Regions from separate parts of the Mus musculus genome. Here region 1 is linked to region 2. A link is a contact called in public Micro-C data. All regions are on one chromosome and are shown on one strand. The core of a region is the stretch at or near the end of the contact, and the rest is flanking DNA. Distances in the headings are between cores, read along the strand shown.

Evidence for each region. Hi-C and Micro-C count contacts between places; a contact is called where the count stands out from the background.
Region 1: a contact with region 2 is called in a Micro-C map of embryonic stem cells, with 2.0 times the contacts expected there. The contact joins the promoter of Dusp14 here to the promoter of Hnf1b in region 2. A contact is called at or near these places in 5 of 39 promoter capture datasets (the 3T3-L1 cell line, embryonic stem cells, hematopoietic stem and progenitor cells and 2 more), 7 of 484 Hi-C or Micro-C datasets (LSK cells, embryonic stem cells, granulocyte-monocyte progenitors and 1 more), 2 of 115 datasets of contacts at active chromatin or transcription factors (embryonic stem cells and pancreatic cancer cells) and 2 of 9 other capture datasets (adipose tissue and pancreatic islet).

What each region holds. Positions count from the first base shown.
Region 1 is chr11:84,065,747-84,071,499 of GRCm38.p6, forward strand. Dusp14 (dual specificity phosphatase 14) reads right to left here and starts at 2,611. Exons shown (of 3, transcript NM_019819.3): 1 at 2,524-2,611.
Region 2 is chr11:83,849,272-83,855,412 of GRCm38.p6, forward strand. Hnf1b (HNF1 homeobox B) reads left to right here and starts at 1,598. Exons shown (of 9, transcript NM_009330.3): 1 at 1,598-2,121. The coding sequence starts at 1,778. Gm12576 (a long non-coding RNA gene) reads right to left here and starts at 1,360. Exons shown (of 4, transcript XR_388929.3): 1 at 1,236-1,360; 2 at 1-1,008.

The sequences.
Region 1 (5,753 bases), core at 1,361-3,860, 220 kb after region 2:
CTTAGAGGTAAAAACCATAGGCAAAGGAGATTATTTCCATTATAGTCAGTACAGTAATCAGCTGTCCTGAAAAAGTAGTGGGGGGTTAGGGGGGAGGGGAAAATGCAGTAGGAGTCTGCTTCTTGGCTGTGGTTACCCTTACATCTTTCTCTAAAGTAACTGATCAAGTTACCCATTCAGTTTATTCCTTCATCGAGTACCAAAAAACAGGCTCCGATCCCAGGAAAAGAGCACTCCTCTCACTATTACTAGGTGTCTAAGGTCGTGTCTAAGGTCGTGTCTAAGGTCGTGACCCTCATTTGCTTTCTTACCTCAGCACCCAGCCCGGTGCCTTTAGAACAGCAAAACTCCTTAGTAAATGTTTGCTATGCAAAGTCATGCCCTGCTGACATGAACTTGTCAGATGAACCCTTTTCCTGCCATTGACTCCAGCTGAGCTGCGGCACCCTCCTCCATTAACGCTTTCCTTTCTGTTGTGTCACCCCAGGGAAGCGATCATAAATAATGAAGCTACCACCTTAAATGCGAGCCCTGTAAGTTTATACCCAGGCCATCGGTTGCTTTAGCAACTCTTCTGCCTTCCACTCCCTCTTGTGTCTTCTCTGTGCAAAGACAATCCGCTGCTGTTGGTCGTGCGTGCCTGTCGTGTTTGTGTATTAATAGGGAAGTTTCCATTCTGCACCTGGGAGTAAAACCAAGCATCACAACGACCCAGCTCCTTTCAAGTTGTTTGTGAGATCCTTCTGCCTGTTGCTCAGAGAGATAGTAAGGTGCTGGCAGAGTTAACATGATTTTACCTAAAAAGCATGCTACCTGTTCTAGACAGAAACCAAATTGCTATAAACCGGATCCACTCTAAAATGATTTTGTTAGCAAGTCACTTATGCAAATACACATCTTATTAAAACGCTGGGAAGAGTCTACAAGATACAAGCCAACAGAAAGACACACAGACAGCCATTCTTTTGAAGATTAAAGGAAGACAATGACCTGATCTATAAAGTCCTAATTTTTCAGATGGAATGAGCCAAGCCTTTTTTTGTGATGCTGGGAAAATATTTTTAATCCATCTTGTTAAAAAAAGGAAAAGAAATTCCTCATGCAAAGGTATACATCTAATTCAAAGATTTCTCTTAACCCTAATTTCAATCCCAAAGTCTTGAAGGATTTCCCCGATTTAGAAGCTCCAGCAGTAAATCTGTGTGCAGCTCTATTAAGGGATCTCACAGAATGCATACCTGCAGTCAGCCAGTATCAAAGGTTTCCTTCCGAGAGGAGGACTAAGCTCAGCGGCGCGGCGCTCTCGAAAAGGATGCTGAGAAGACTCGAATGAAGCCAACTGTCTCCCGTTTTATGGGGGAAAGCCAAAAATACCAAGCAGCTATTCTCCTCCCCCAAGCGTCAGTAGGTGAGTCAGAGCTGGAGGCAGGAGTGGGGCCCATGTGTCAAGCCGCCTGTGCAGGGCTCCTTCCTCCCTCCTCCCGGGAACTCTCGGCCCTCGTCTGACCTCATGGGAATTCTTAAGGTGTCTCCAGCAAGGAAGAAGTGGTGCCTCACTCTGGGGGTGCCTCACTCCTCTGTTTCTCAAGGAAACCGAGACTAAATGCCCTTTATGAGTCCACAAAAGACAACAGCAAATTGCAGCCCTAAACACAACTTTGCAAAGAATACATACAACACCCAAAGAGTTGCATCTTGTTGGAGGGACCCGGCTTTGTAGCTGAGGCCTGCGGCTGCAGACCACTGTCCCTTGGCCTCTCTGACCTTTCATTGTCCTCAGGGAGGATGTTCTGGTATCCCATTAAACTTCAAAGTTGGTACTTTTTGGAGCAAGAACTGCAGGAAACTGCGTTAAAACTCTTGGTCCACATTTCATTAAAGTCAGTTAAGAATCCGAATCCTTGCCTCCGTTTTTTACATCTACAAATCGGGAAAGCACAGCTCTCCACCTACCTCTTAGAAACTTCACTGAAAACTACCCAGAGAACGTAAACCAAATGCCGTGGGGCTCTCCTGAGTGGAAAGTATGAGGTATTGTTTTTAGTATTATTAGACCGGGAGACTACTGGTAAAACACCCCGCCTTCTCTTGCCTCTAAGATGCCCAGTTACCATAACATTAGCCGATGCCACTGGCAACATCCACTTCAATAGAAGGTAGTTATACAATCCTAAGGCGGCTACACCACTCGGCTCCCTTCCCTACCCCAAGCCCAGTACAATTCAACTTCGCTCCAGAGCAAGGATACTTAGGAGAAATAAGAGTCAGATGTGAGCATGGTGCACACCAATCTAACACCGAGGAGAGACGCTCAAGTTGAGTTCTTGGCATAGCAGAAAGCCAAGTGTTTCCAGGGGGTGGCGGGGCCGGTCGCGGGGTGCATGCTGACGCCTGCCGGCTTGGGTTCGGGGATCCCAGCCTCTCCCGCCCCGCGCCCCGAGGTCGCCGAGCACCCGCACAAAGTTTGCAGAGCCGAGGGTCGCATGCGCCCGGGCCCCTCTGGCTCTCCCCCGCACCCCGTACCGAGTGTGCCGGTGGCGGCAGCGGCGGCTCTCGGGTCCGTGCTGCTGCGAGGCTCGCGGCTTCTGCCCGCCGGCCTCGCGCGCCTCCCGCTCCCTGCGCGCTGCCGCCCTCTTCCGAGCGCGGGCCCGCAGCGGGGACGAGCGTGGGTTCCGGGCGCCGCGCGTGCGCGCTGCGGCGCGGGCAGGTCCTCCTGGCCCCGGTTCCTACTCACCTGGACTTACTCGCAGACCCCTGCTCCTTGAAGCCGCGTTGTCCTCCGGCCCAGCTTCTGAGCTGGCGTTCGAAGAATCTGTCCAAATGCAGAGAGGCAACTGCGGGAAGAGACAGAATAAAAGGTGTGAGCGCCGCAGCCAGTGACTAATCACCGCCTCTCAGCCACCCCCTCCTCCTCCCCCGGGCGAGACAGCCCCAGGTGCGGACCCAAGGGGGAAGGCAAAGCCACTCTTTTTTGCTTGTTTGTTGAGGCAAGGTCTCACTATGTAGACCAGGTTGGCCTGGAACTCACAGAGACTCGCCTGCCTCTGCCTTTATCTCCCTAAAGCTGGGATTAAAGGTATAAACCACCACGCCCTAATTCTTCCGTCAACTGCTGGGTGGATTTTGATTGACAGGTGAGGGAAGTAACTGGGGAAACTCCAAAGGAGTTAAAGACCCCTAAACCTCTGATGCATTGACAGTACCCACACTCCTAGGTACAACGAGGCTGACTTGTGGAACCCTTGAAATTTCTTTGCTCTCAACTAGCTCTCTCGCTCTCTCCCTCTCTCTTTCCTCTCTTTCTGTCCTCTTTAGGTTTTCTCACCTGAAATGAATGGATGCAAACTGACTTTAGCGCCACCCTACTCTTCTCTTCGCAAAACTGAGGGGCGATACAGGGGCGGTAGGAACGACTTCCTCCAGCCTCTGCAGTGAGTCAGACTCCAGGAGTCCTGACTTGGCGCTCGGTTGGTCCTGTGCTCACCCAAGCAATGCCCTCGCTGTAGCAAATCGCTGACATCAGAACTGCTGAAGTCAAACTAGTATTCTTGGATTTGGGGGAGGGGACAGAGGAGGAGCACGCCGCACTTAGGGCTTACTTAACAGTTTCTAGCATCTTCAAGTAAAACCTGGAGGTTTTTGTTTTACTTTCTTTCTTTTTTTAATCTCCATTGGCCAACTGGATTCAGTCTTTTTGTGGGTGCTGCAATATCTAGAAGTTTTTGTCTGTTTCCCAGACGAAAATATAACAGCAGAGGCATTTTAGTGATAATACAGGGAAAGCTAAAATGGCCTAGACTGAAGAGATTTGATGCCATTAAAAAGCATGAGAGCTTTAAAATTAGGCAAAATTAACCATTTCATGAAGAACACAAGGAGACTAAGATTAGGTTAAAGCACCGAGTTCAAACTGCATGGGAATATATCTTTCTGGTACTATTATCATTCCGGCAGTTTATTTCATGACCTGCTTTTGACATCCCTAATGTAAAAATAGCAAAATCTCTACTGGAAGTGATTGAATGCTGTTTGTATTTCTGCATGTCCCTCTACAGTGCTTCTCTCTCACACACACACACACACACACCCGTGCTGCCACCCTTTAACGCAGTGACCACCCCCAACCATATTGTTATTGTTGTTGCTACTTCCTAAGTATAATTTTGCTACTGTTTTGAACCATAACGTAAATGTCTGACATGAAGGATAGCTGATGTGGGACCCGTATGAAAGGGTCTTGGCCCACAAGCTGAGAACCTACAGTCCTGTACTCACTTCATGACTTGGTGGCAGTCACACTCCTCCTTAAATTCCATCCAGTTTTGTTTTTTGGGATCATTTTTGCTTACATTATTACTTGCACATGAGTAAGTTCTGGGTGGGGACAAGGAGCAGGACAGCTTTTGTAGACTATGCGATATAAGCCTTCCAGGAAAAGTCACACCCTAATTTAAGAGGGAGAGGCAAGCTCATGCAAAGAGACCCTTCTCTGTGTAGTTTATGCTAATGATCTAGAGTTAAGTAGAAAGGATGGCTGAAATATCTTCTCTGTAGATCTTTGCAGGGGCCCCAAGAGCCTTTGCTGGCTTCTAAGCCCTTGATATGCAGCCTGTGTGACCAAGGAACCATTTTTTTCTTTCTTTCTTTTTTAAAAAAGATTTATTTATTTTATGTATATGAGTAGTACACTGTAGCTGTACAGATGGTTGTGAGCCATCATGTAGTTGGCTGGGAATTGAACTCAGGACCTCTGCTCACTCTGGCCCCACTTGCTCTGGCCCAAAGATTTCTTTATTATTACATGTAAGTACACTGTAGCTGTCTTCAGGCACACCAGAAGAGGGAATTAGATCTCATTACAGATGGTTGTGAGCCACCATGTGGTTTCTGGGATTTGAACTCAGGACCTTCAGAAGAGCAGTCAGTGCTCATAACCACTGAGCCATCTCTCCAGCCCGGAACTCATTTTCTAATGTTAGTCCTTTTTAGTTGATTCAAATGTATTTGTTTATAGTAGCAGTGATTGAACCTAAGGTCCTTGTGCATGGCCAGCATGCGCTGTACCAACTGAACCATATCCCCCAACTTGGTAACTCCAAATGTATTCATTTAATTTGTGTGAGTGTTTTGTCTACATGTATGTCTGTCACCATGTGGGTGCCCAGTGCCCACAGAGGGCCTAGAAGAGAGCAAGAGAGCAGCCAACCCCTAAAACTGTAGTTACAGGTGTTTATGAGGTGCCATATGGGTGCTGAGTATTGAACCTAGGACTTCTTGAACAATGCTCTTAAATGCTTTCTCAACAGCTCCAAAAGAGGAACTACTCCCCCCCCCCCCCGCCCCAGGGTTTTATTGTGTAGCCCTGGCTAGACCCTAGCTACCTGTCTCTGCCTTCTCAGTGCCAGGATTTATGGCCTGTGCCACAAAGCCTGGGTCACTTCAGATTTAAATAGTTACATGTAGCTAATGGATTGGCACTTTCTAGACTATAAATATGTGTTTATGGATGTCAATTACTTTAGTAGCCCTCAGTTACAAAAGTACAGGTTGTAGGTGCCCAGCCAAGGTTTGGGTCCTCCTGGCCACAACCACTTAATTGGTACTTTGGCCCAGTGCAGTATCTTCAGAGGGAGACCTGGGTAGCCACAGAGAGCAGAGGCTGAAGACTTCTACTCTGATTCTACTCTGTTATCTTCCTCCCCCAGAATATCCTCAGTTGCTTGGGCAGTGACTGCTCTGTGTCTTTACATTGA
Region 2 (6,141 bases), core at 348-2,847:
AATGCCCGGATGCTGAGAACCTTAAGCTTCCAAACCACTGGGAACAGGCCTGCCATCTTCGCAGACAGGGGAAGTGTGTACACAGGTGTTAGCCAGCTTTGCACAGGTGGTCTTCTTCCGTGTCTACAGCTTTTCTGTATCCTGGATATTAGGAATATATTTCACAAATGAGAGAACCGAGGTTCAAAACCGCCTCTACCCTGGGGAAATGTGTGTGCCTGTGCGTGTGCGTGTGCGTGTGCGTGTGCGTGTGCGTGTGCGTGTGCGTGTGCGTGTGCGTGTGCGTGTGCGTGTGCGTGTGTGTGTGTGTGTGTGTGTGTGTGTGTGTGTATGTGTGTGTGTGTAAGCAGTTTCCTTCCCTGCAGCTCAGGTCCCTGCCTGGAGGTCTGGGTGCGGCTTGTGCCTCCTTGCTTCCTCTCCGGGTCCCAGGGGAGATGTGGCAGAAACTCCTGCCGTGCTGTGCCGAAAGGCTCAGAGCTTCCTTCCGGACCAGACCTGGGTGGGGGAAAAAACATTTTTTTTTCTTCAGTGGCTTTAGGGGTGCCTGCTCTAGGTGGCATACAAGACTCCTGCCACCACCACAGTGAACTTGTGTTTATAGAGCGCGATTCTTAACTCCCGGTACAACGGACTTCCTAGAATTAAGAACCAAAACAGTGGTCCTGGGTAATCCAGAGCTGCAACAGTCGGTCCAGCCACAGGTCAATCTACACATTCACTACTAGAAAGGAGACTCCGTAGCCCTAGTTTTGGGTGCAGAGCTCAGGCGCTGTTGGGTTCCGGGTTTAGGCAGAAGGCGAGCTCCAGGTGTCCTGCTCCCCCTTGGCTTGGCGGGGCAGGTAGCTGGTGAGCCCTGCAGCGGCAGAGCTCCACTTTCGCTACTCCCTCTGGCCATAAACGAATCGGCGTCTCCTTTCAAGGGTCCCGCAGGCCTCTAGCACGTTAACAACGCGCGGTCCTGGTCAGGAATCCGGCAAATCCAAACTACCAGGCGGAGCTGAGGAGGACCTGGAGAGCAGTAACCGAGGTAAAAAGAAATGGGGTCCCTCCAATTCGTTGTAACCGCGCCTAAAGCCACTCTTATTCCTGGCGCCCATTCCCAAAGAATCTGATTCGCCACCATCTGACTACATCTCCAGGCTTGCTACCTGCAGACAACCTGGAGGCTTTCTGCTCTCCTCACCCTCCCCCCCTCCCCCTTGCCAAGGCACCCCAACTTTGTCCAGCTCTCTCACCTGAACCCCCGAAGCGCAGTTTCTTCTTTCTGGACTAAAGCCGAACCTGTCGCTAGTGGAAAGGTCCCCCACCCCCACCCAGCCCAGGCTGCAAGCCGCTTGCTTTACCAGTCCAAAGGTCACCTAAAGTTTGGCTGATAAACAGAATCGGTAGAGAAGATTTGGAGCCCCCCAGCGTGAGTAGAATGGGCTCTGGCAAGTCCCAATCCCGGCCCAAGTCTCTCGCTCCGTTGGACTGTCCCTTAGGTTCTCCCACTTTCTCGGTTTTTCCCCCCTCCCCACCACCATTTGCATCTTGCCGAAAGCTGAGCCCTTCCCACTCATTTGCATATCTTATATGGCCTAATGGTGGAGATCATGGCAAGTTAGAAGTTTTCTGACTCCTCTCGGAGGAGTCTCCGGGACCCCAGAGAGTAACAGGTGTCTGAAAGCTAAAGGGTGGAGGGGTTCCAGGACTTGGAGTTCTCTTGTAAAACTCCCCTCCACCCTCCTCTCTCACACCCACCCATCCCCTCAACCCCTTCTTTTTCCGTCCTTGGAAAATGGTGTCCAAGCTCACGTCGCTCCAGCAAGAACTCCTGAGTGCCCTGCTGAGCTCCGGAGTCACCAAGGAAGTGCTGATCCAGGCCTTGGAGGAGTTACTGCCGTCCCCGAATTTCGGGGTGAAGCTGGAGACACTGCCCCTGTCCCCCGGGAGCGGGGCGGATCTCGACACCAAGCCGGTTTTCCATACTCTCACCAATGGCCACGCCAAGGGCCGCTTGTCTGGGGACGAGGGCTCAGAGGACGGCGACGACTATGACACTCCTCCCATCCTCAAAGAGCTCCAGGCGCTCAACACCGAGGAGGCCGCGGAGCAGCGGGCCGAGGTGGACCGGATGCTCAGGTAGGCAAGCGAGCGAGGTACGCCCTGGAGCCCGAGCAGTCTCTGGAGTCCCCGGCCCCTCACCGGAGGCATGAGGTGTACACTGCTCTCCCCAAGCCCCTTCCCCACGGGAAAAATAGCCCGGGGGCACTCCGCTTCTCTGCTAACTATTGAACCTGGCCCTCCACCGGGCGACCTGGAACCCCCAGGCTTCGTCTGCCTCCACCTATGCGGGCAGCCTGGACCCAGGCACTTTGTTGGTGGTACCCAGTCACGAGAACCGAAGGTGCGGAGCCTTAGGTCACATGACCAGAGGGGCTGGTGGGTGCAGCGAAAAGGCTGCAATTGCCCCCGGACCCACCAAACTTCCCAAACCCCAAGCCACGTATTAATCCCTGCGATCTGCAGTTCTCTGCAAAAGACCTGGCAGCATCAGTGGCCGAGGCCTGGGAAGCAAGTTCTCTGATTGTGTCCTTACAGAGCCAAGTTTAGAATTATAAAGTGGAAAGTTTGTTGTAGGGTCACCAGTGCCGGGCAAAAGAAACCATGAACAAAGGGAGAGAGAATAGGTGCTCCTAAGACCACCATGCCCTTTTGCAGAGGTGGGCGTGTACGCATCTCACTAACGACACCCCAGCAGGCTTAGGGGAGCCCAGGCTGGCTGGCGGTCCCTCCGGTGGCTGGGATCACTTGCCGGTCCTCTCGCCCGGGCCTACGCTTTGACAGCTAGTTACTAATTATCCAAGGAGCCAAGCGGCTCCCTTAGACTGCGCGTCGCTCCGGGGCCACTTGGCTTCAGAAAGGAGCCCCTCGCGTGGCCTCTGACTCTTAAGCCCTGCGGCTTCAAAGTTTCAGAGTTCCGGAGTGACTGTGGCGGCCTCCCTGGCTCGGCTTCCTCTCCTGCAGCGCGCGCTTGGGGTGGGATATGACCTTGCATTTGAATTTGCGCTTTGGGGACCCGGCCGCTCGCCCTCTAGCCAAGGCAATCTGGAGGACTTCTAAAAGTTTTTTGTTTTTTTTGTTTTTTTAACCCCTAAAATGATTTTGCTCTAATTTAAAAGCTTGGGTTTCTTTCGTTGCTGTTTCTCCACGTAGCAATGATTTTTTTTTTCCCCCTCTGGCTGAGTTTAGCGGCCTGGATGGTGTCAGGGGTAGAGGGTACAGACTGAGGTACCGAGCCCCTCGGAAGGTTTGGGACGGCAGGCTGGCAGAAAATTTATCCTGGGGCCTGGCTCAGGGACCCGGCATCCCGTCGCCAGCCCCCTGGGGCCTAGGTCCTTCCTCCTGAGAGCCACTGTCTAGTTCGCCTCGGAGCCGACTTAGGGAAGCCCGGGAGGCCGAGGGCGCCTCTCCACCGTGGTCCCCACCCCGGGCTGGACAGAGCGGAGATGTAACATAAACTGCAGCACGTGGAGTTGGGGTGTTATTAATTTATTCCTATAAATCATCAACAGAAAGTACACAAAACGTGATTAGGTTGAAAAGAGAGGCGGGTTATTCATTGGTGAAGTTGTAAACTCGGCTTAGAAAGGGAAGGAAATCAAAACGCAGGAGGGGGTGCTCGCCGGACACACGCGCGGAGGTACGGGACGCACCCCCAGGTCCCCGCGCTGCTCTGGGAAGCCGACACCCGCAGAGCTCTGCGGGCGCAGAGTCTCTGAGTCGGGGGTCTTAGGACCTGGGCCTTCTTCCCACCCCCAAGCCATGGGGAGCAGAAGGAGAGGAGCCCAGACTCTAGCTGGGGTGAGGACCCAGGGCACACCCTGAAGCTCTGTCCCATTCGCAAGCTGGTGCCGCCTTCCCTCCCCTGGGCCTGGAGCGTCTGACTTTATTAAAGTAATTTTTCAAGAAATTGCTAGCGGCTCGCAGGTCACCGCGCAGCCGACTGCAGGGTACCGGGCACTCTCTTTTGTTTTTCTCTTCCCGCTCCACCCCCTTGTTCCCCTGTAAGTCAGAAAGAAAAGAAAGGTGTGCGGGGGAGGAGGGTCACTCGGTGGCGCGCCTGGTCGCCTTTACCCTGGCTGGAAGAACCTGGCCAGAGTGGAGGGTTGCAAACGGCGGTGTCGCGCGCTCCCCGGCTGCGGGTCGGAGGCTGGTGTGCCCCAGGGGCTTAGGAGACCTGGTGGGCCACCTAGGGACCAAGGCCCCTGGTTCCCCGCGAGCCGGGACCCAGAGAGTCTCTGCTCCTGGGAAGCAAAGTCACCCTTGAGGAAGGAGCGGGCTGGACGTTGTGGCCACTGTGGGTTTGCTTTTGACACCTGCGCTGGCTCTACAAAGGCCGAGCGCTCCTCGCTACAGCGAGTTTCTCCTAGGGAGGAAACTGTATTTCCCAATAACTCTTTACCTGGGCCTCAGAGCTCTCTTCCGTAGGGAATATGCGGGGCATTCTGGGATCCGAGAAGTTTTTTTTTTTTTAGTTTTTCAGGTTTTTTTTTTTTTTTTTTGTTTTTTAAGATATAACTACGCCATCTTAACCCCCAATTCAAATATTTTTAATTCAGGGCCTGAAGGTTTTGTCTCAACGGTTTTTCTTTTGTTTTGTTTTTCTTTTTTCTTAATCATCTCGCTGTTAATTCCCCTTTTCACGGAACCACTCACGTTTAGAACACACTCTTATGCTAGGTTTTTTTTAGGTACGTAGAATAACCGGTAAAGAAGCTAAACAAAGGAAAAATGGCCAAACGATCTGTTAAAGCGATACAGTGGTAATTTTTAAAACCCAAATACTGTTTTCTCTAACTTTTGAAGCTATGGTTCGTATCTGTTAGAAATGTTTTTCCACCCTAAAAATATCTGTGGAAATGTTAACCAACAATGAGCTTTTAGACGATCGCTGTTATTTACGTGGTTATGTTTAAAATGTTGATTGCCGTGTTTTCCTCCTGCTCAGGATGAATTCTCCAGGTCTGACACTGGAACGCAGTTCCTCTGCTTTTTTTCTTACTATTTCATTATGTTGTTCTACTTTCTGGGCCTTAATAAATGCTTGAGGAATTAGTTAATTTATGTACCATTAATGTGAACGTTTACAATTCACAAAAACATCTCATTCGAAAGCCTGGCTTCTCACGAATCCGATAGCAAAGGCTTGCTGAAATAGCCACAATTCAAATGCTATACAATATCTCCCTTGATTGCTGGAGATTTTTAACGCGTTAAACAAACTAATTGATTTTTTTCAGGCACCATTGAAAAAAATAATTGTTTTACCACTGTATCTAATTTGGCCTCAGCTTCAACACCAATTTTTATTGTTTCATCTGAACCCAATTTTCTCTTTGCTTTTTGATGTCTTGTTAAGCTAATATATTGTGTGTATATGTTTGTGTATATTATATATCAACATGTAGTGAAGAATTGTTTCTATAGCTGCATTAAATAACTCATATACATACTTGTATTGTTCCTTTAATACTTTTGATCTGTGCTGTGCCTTATGAGACTTGGTCTCTTATGATTCTTAGAGACTTTCTTAGTCTCTTCATTTCAATGACAGTTCTCATTCTAAGTCACCTATTTAACAAGCAAGAAAAAGTAACAGTGAAGTTAAAACAACATTTTTTTAAAAGCCTGGGAGATACCCTCGTGCCGTGTTTATAATGCAAGCTGTGCTTGCAGTTTTGAGAAACCAGAAGCATGTCTATTCTCAGTCCAAACTTGAAATCAGGGAGAACTGCTACCTCCCAGGTGGCCTCTCTGTATCAGAGAGATGCAATCTTACAGGCAAACAGAGTATTTGGGAGCATTGTCTTACTCCCAATACTGAAATTACTCTTCCTTGATGGGTTTTATTTTAGAGGCGGGGCTGTGGATTATTTTTTAAGCATACCTGCTTTGCAAGTGTCCTGTTCAACTTGAGAGAGCGCATATTTGAGAACGCTTTGCTAAAACTCCAAAAACAATGTAATATTTGATCACAAAAGGAATCACAACTATACAAATGCTTATGAAATATTTCAGTTTGATTGCTGGAGGTTTCTAGATACATCAAACAAAAATAATTTTATTTAATGCCCAGGCAGTCTTTAGAAGACTGACTGT